Linked DNA regions of Mus musculus: region 2 is linked to region 1. The links are chromatin contacts, called in public HiChIP or PLAC-seq maps. All regions are on one chromosome and are shown on one strand. Each heading gives the region's core, a stretch centred on a gene start, on an enhancer-like site or on the middle of the called end of the contact. The rest is flanking DNA. Distances are from core to core; before and after follow the strand shown. Region 1 overlaps Farp1 (FERM, RhoGEF (Arhgef) and pleckstrin domain protein 1 (chondrocyte-derived)). Region 2 has its middle 21 kb from the start of Gm33299.

Region 1 (2,790 bases), core at 195-2,694:
TTATTTTGTTTGTTTTGTGTTTTTGAGACAAGGTTTCACTATGTAGCCTTTACTGGTCTGGAACCACTGAAAAATTTTGAAGACTTGGGCTTCTTGGAGAGGTCCTCATCTCACCTTAGAGGGCTGGGCTGAGCCATCAAGTGTGATGACATACTTTTGCATATGGAGGGAGCATGGTATTGCAAACTTATCCCTCTGTACCATTGGAACTGACATCCCTCCTCCTCCTCCTCCTCCTCCTCCTCCTCCTTCTCCTCCTCCTGTTCCTCCTCCTTCTCCTTCTCCTCCTCCTGCTCCTCCTCCTCCTCTTCCTCCTCCTGCTCCTCCTCCTTCTCCTTCTCCTCCTCCTCCTCCTGCTCCTCCTCCTCCTGCTCCTCCTGCTCCTCCTCCTCCTCCTCCTCCTGCTCCTCCTTCTCCTCCTCCTCCTCCTCCTCCTCCTTCTCCTCCTCCTGCTCCTCCTCCTTCTCCTCCTCCTGCTCCTCCTCCTCCTCCTCTTCCTCCTCCTGCTCCTCCTCCTTCTCCTCCTCCTCCTCCTCCTCCTCCTCCTCCTCCTTCTCCTCCTTCTTCCTCTTGTTCAAGCATGCTTGGGGGAGGGGTAGAGTCTTCGTCAGGTGGTTAGGTCAAGGAATTCTCTGTGTGGCTTGGAAATTGAGGGGTGTAAAATTTCCATCCATGAAGTGGGATGTGCCGACTTCTGAGGTGGAGAGTGATCCCTAAGTCTGAAGCGGGGGCTCAGGTACATCCAGAATAGCAATTCCCAAGTCACACTGTGTCTCCCTAAGTAAGAACATGAGATCCAGAGCTGAGCGGTAAGATGACACCCTTGTGTCACCACACCTGGCTCTGTTGTTCGAGATAGGGTCTCCTTATGTAGCCTGGGCTGGCCTCAACTCTGTCATCCTCCTGCCTCAGCTTCCTAAATTGCTGGGATTGCAGGTGTGTGTTACCACACCAGACTCAGTTATTTCTTTTTAAATGCAAAACCAATAAAGCCACTGTGAAATGATTAAAAAGATGAAGTAATCAGGCAGGGTGCACAGTCGCACCGAGCTCTGAGCCCAGACTGCTTTCTCCTTCCTGCCTGCCTTATTTAACTTCTTTCCTTAAAGTTTTAAAAATAGATGATGTCTCTTTTTATTTTTTATTTTTATGAGTAGCTTTAGGTTCACAGAGGAATGGAGCAGAAGTTAGTTCCCATATCTGCTCTCCACCTCCTTATTATAAACATCCTGCACTCTCCTTAATTAATTTTTTTTACAGTGTTTCCTTTTTCAGTTATAATCTAGTCTACATACGTTTTGTGGCTTTCTTTCCCCCAGTAATCTTGCTTCAGTAATCCTTAAACCAACACGATTAAGGTCAAAGGTCTCTTCAGGTCATTTCCTGTTGACCTTTACTCAGAGGAATTTGGCTGTGTTCATGTGATGGGGAGGGTGGCTTGCTTTGTGATATTTATCCTGTAGAGATTCCCAGGGTGAGTTTAGAAGCGCTGAGGGCCCTGGAGGGCTTGGCCCCTCCCATCTCTTTTATCCTTGGCTTCTTTCCCCTCAGAAGCTTTTGGTGGTGGGGTGGGGGTTGGGTTTCACTTTCTGTCAAGAGTTCTGCCTTCTCTGAAGTTAAGAGTCCAAGCAGGAATGTTTTTTCAGCAGTCTTAAATGTGAAAGCTTGCCTAGGTCAGAGCCATGCCTGACCAATGCTCTTGTGGGCTCTGCCTGCTCGCCCGCCGGTGGGTGGGGGTGGGAGTGGGTATGGCTGGGCAGCTTTGGGCATGGGGACTGCTCTCTCAGAGGTGTCAGCAAGTGTATCTTCCCTGTGTTCTAGGAGATGGTATACTACCTTTTGTGCATTAGAAGGAAAAAGAACCCCAAGTCTCTCAGACCTGAGCTGATCTCCTAGCTGCTTGGCCACAGTTCATGAAAGCCTTGGATGTGGTGTCTTACTGGTGGCGGCAGATCTGCATTTATTCATGCTCTAAACCTTCCCAGTGTGTGTGTGTGTGTGTGTGTGTGTGTGTGTGTCTGTCTGTCTGTCCATGTGTGTGTCTGTGTGCTGTGCGTGCTTCTGACATGTTTCTCTTAATGGCAGATGCCAGGTTGGTGTCTGGCAAAGTTAGGAGTGCTTTAGCAATGCTCTTGCAGGCTGGGAGAGCTTAAAAACAAACCCCCTTTCAGACCGAGAAGAAGAAAATGCTTGTTTGGTGCTATGATATCATACATTAGTAACTTAGAAATTAAACTTAGCGTGACCTCTCTAAACACCAATGATTATGGTCTTTGGCTTAATTCAGAGTAAATTGCCAGATTGTGGGCTACTTTCATGAGTCATTCTGCTGCAGGAGCCCCAGTAGGTACCCAGGTAGGGAATGGCACCTTCAGAACATTGAAATTAATAGGTAGGCAGGAGGGCCAGAGAGCTCAGGGAATCAGTGAGTGTGTGTGCGTGTGTGTTCGAGTGTGTGCATGTGTGTGCATGTATGTGCGTGTGCATGCATGTGCCAGTTGGCTGGCCAGATAGAAGAGTTTGTTGGAGCCACATTGAGCACCTGGACTGTGTCTGCCTGGCAGGCGCTGGGCAGTGTTTCTGGAACTCATTTGTGGGAGAGGAGTTGGGAGCCCTTTTTTTTCTAGATGGAAAGATTGGGGCGTCTGGATACCTTCTGCAGATGTGCACAAGAAAAGATGTGGTTATCCTTGAATGAATCTGGAGGTTTAAGACTTGTACTTTGTATTTGATTAAACAACAAAGTATCACATCTGTGGCTGCCTGCTTGTGTCCGACCTCCTGCTGTGG
Region 2 (2,904 bases), core at 112-2,611, 380 kb after region 1:
AAAGGGTTCCATCTCACAGTTTATCATCAAACAGGGCAGGAACCTGGAAGCAGGATCTGATGCAGAGGCCATGGAGGGGTGCTGCTTACTGACTTGCTCCCATGGCTTGCTCACCCTGCTTCCTTATAGAGCTCAGGGGAGTGGTATCATCTGTGGTGGACTGGGCCTTTCCCCATCAGTCACTATGTAAAAATGCCCTACAGGCTTGCCTACAGCCTGATCTTATGGAGATGGTTTCTCAGTTGGGGTTCTCTCCTCTCAGATGGCCCTAATTTGTGATAAGTTGACATAAAACCTAGCCACCAGAAAGCTCATGCATGTACAGACACACAGACGCAGAGGGAGGGGAAGGATGGAGAGGGGGAGGGAGAGGGAGGGGCTGAGGGGAGGGAGAGGAAGGGAGGGAGAGGGAGAGGGAAAGAAACTCTACTTCCAAACGAGAACCATCTTTAACTCCCATGATAGGGAGAAGGGCATGAGGTTGGGCAGTGAACAAGCTCCCCCTAGGCTAGACTATGCTGCGCACAGAGCACAGGGACAACTCCCCTAAGGAGGACATGGGCCATCACGGGACCAGGCCCATCTCATTCATGACACTTCTGACTGGCAGGGCTTCTGGATGACATCACTGTAAAGAGGTGGCTTCTGAGTCTAAGAGGAAACACTCTTGAGTTGTAACATTGGTGAGGGTCTTATTTAATCACCAGAAGATTCATGCCTGTTTGGGAAGAATAGAAAAAGTCTCTCTTTCTCTTTAACTTGCAGTGATCTGTGTGCTGAGAAAAGGAGTTCTCCCTTCTTTTCTATCAAATGAATTATGTGCTTTTGTTGATATTTCATTACTTGTCTATTTGTGTACAAACACACACACACACACACACACACACATGATGTACATGCAGAGATCAGAGGATGACATTCAGTTGGGAGTTGGTTCTTTCCATGGGCCTGGGGGCTTAGTGGAAGGTACTTTTACCTACTGAGCATCTTGCCAGCCCTTTTGCTTCTCTCTCTCTCTCTCTCTCTCTCTCTCTCTCTCCCTCTCTCTCTCTCTCTCTCTCTCTCTCTCTCTCTCTCATTTGTCCTCAGGAGGAATGAAGTCTGGCCTAGGAGGAACTTAGATGAAAATCTGTCATGCCACACTAGTGGCAAGCCTGGTGTGGATGTCACTGGGAAGGGGGGGGGGGGGTCCCCTTCAAATGACCTTGTTCCATCCCCTCTGTAGCCTAGGATCCTCACCCAGGCCAGAGCAGCTCTCTGACCAAGATGTCTGCTTTGCTCCTTCCCTCAGAGCCTCCCTCCCCTCCTTCCTCGGCTGGTCCTGACTCACCACTCACCAGATAAGGTTGCTATAATGGAAAACAAGAGCAAAAACAAATGTCTGGCGGTGACTCAGAGCAGAGCTCAGGCGATCTGGGAGAAACCCTGCTCTCCAGGGTGACATTCAGGAGAGCACAGAAGCAGCAGGAGGTGCGGAATGTCACCCGCAAATGTTCTCTCTGTTCCTCCAACGAGTCTTCTCCAGACATTGTCCTTTCTGGAAATCCAGCCCAGCCCTCTCCACTGCTCTCAGCACTGTTTCTGAGGTATTCCTAGAAGCCTGTGCCTTCCCCAAACTGCCCAAAGCTTGAATGTGTCAGGGCACACCTTTAATCCCAGAACTCTCCTGACAGAGGCAGGCATGTCTCTCTGGGTTTGAAGTCATCCTGGTCCAGATAGCAAAATTTAGGTCATCTAGTGTTACCAAGTGAGGCTCTGTCTCAGGAAGGAAAGAAACAAAGAAAGAAGGAAGGGAGGGAGGGAAGGAAATAAAGACTCTTAAATCAATTGACTGTAAATTGTACCCTTCTATCTGTGTGTGGAGCATGGTGGCTAATGATTATAATTCCAAAATTGGGAGGTAGAGATGGGAGGACTAAGGCTAGCCTGGGCTACTTGAGACTATGTCTCAGAAAAGCAGTAGGGGCTGGGGAGATATCTCTACATGAGAACTTGAGTATGGCCCCAGCACCCACATAAAAACCTGAGCATGGTGGTATGTATTTATAATCCAGGTGAGGAAGACAGACATAGGAAGATCCCCGGAGTCCAGGCTGCCCAGGCTGCCCGGCAAGTTCTATGTCCCAAGGAAAGATGCTGTCTCTGAAAACCAGCAGAAAGGCTCTTATGACTGATGCTTGAGGTGACTCTCTCATCTTTACTTGCATGTGGGATATCTACACACATACGAGAGAGAGAGAGAGAGAGAGAGAGAGAGAGAGAGAGAGAGGGAGAGGGAGAGAGAGAGAACATACAAAAACCAATCAAACCTCTGTCCCTAACAGGTCACTGCAATGTCTTTAAGTCTACCCATGACTAAAATATCAACACGACCCCAACCTCCTGAGCTTTAGCCGTCATTTCTATCATGGAAAGTCACTGGTGGGCAGCTTTCTATGGTGTCAGTGTAGCCACATCTCTGTGCCTCACAGCTGAGGGAGGACTAAGTGTCCCGTGTGGGGTTGTACCTCAGCATGCTTTCATGAACTAGGAATACAAGGGACTTAGGTGTGGTCTGGAAGGAGGTCTGAATCCTGCTACTTCCCGTCTTCCTGAAAACATCTGGTAACAGATAAACCGCAGGGCAGTCCAGCTTGACCTTGGCGGTTGGCCAGCTTCTGAGTCAGCTTTGCAGTCAGGCTTGCCTTTGGACACCCAGTCAACCACATATCTCTGTGGACATCCTGACTTTGGGCACGTAGGTTATGGTGAGTGTAGTGACCAAGAGGTGGTACAAATAAGGAACGTGTGTTGAGTGTGTATGTGCATGAGAGTGTGTATGTGATTGTGTGTGTGTGTGTGTTGAGTGTGTATGTGCATGAGAGTATGTATGTGAGTATGTGTGTGTGTGTTTGTTTGTGTATA

The links. HiChIP or PLAC-seq counts read pairs in DNA pulled down with a chosen protein or histone mark.
Region 2: a FOXA1 HiChIP or PLAC-seq map of pancreatic cancer cells shows a contact between it and region 1. The contact joins two enhancer-like sites. A contact is called at or near these places in 1 of 484 Hi-C or Micro-C datasets (embryonic stem cells), 1 of 115 datasets of contacts at active chromatin or transcription factors (pancreatic cancer cells) and 1 of 9 other capture datasets (embryonic stem cells).

What each region holds. Positions count from the first base shown.
Region 1 is chr14:121,051,722-121,054,511 of GRCm38.p6, forward strand. The region is part of intron 1 of Farp1 (FERM, RhoGEF (Arhgef) and pleckstrin domain protein 1 (chondrocyte-derived)); the gene reads left to right. Among named protein-coding and RNA genes, the nearest start is that of Farp1, 18 kb to the left of the region's middle. Within about 2 kb of position 1,445, at least 136 of the 459 cell types and tissues checked have an H3K27ac peak or open chromatin away from gene starts, as enhancers often do. A contact at or near this core is called in pancreatic cancer cells, where this site is marked.
Region 2 is chr14:121,434,605-121,437,508 of GRCm38.p6, forward strand. No RefSeq gene overlaps it. Among named protein-coding and RNA genes, the nearest start is that of Gm33299, 21 kb to the right of the region's middle. Within about 2 kb of position 1,362, at least 143 of the 459 cell types and tissues checked have an H3K27ac peak or open chromatin away from gene starts, as enhancers often do. A contact at or near this core is called in pancreatic cancer cells, where this site is marked.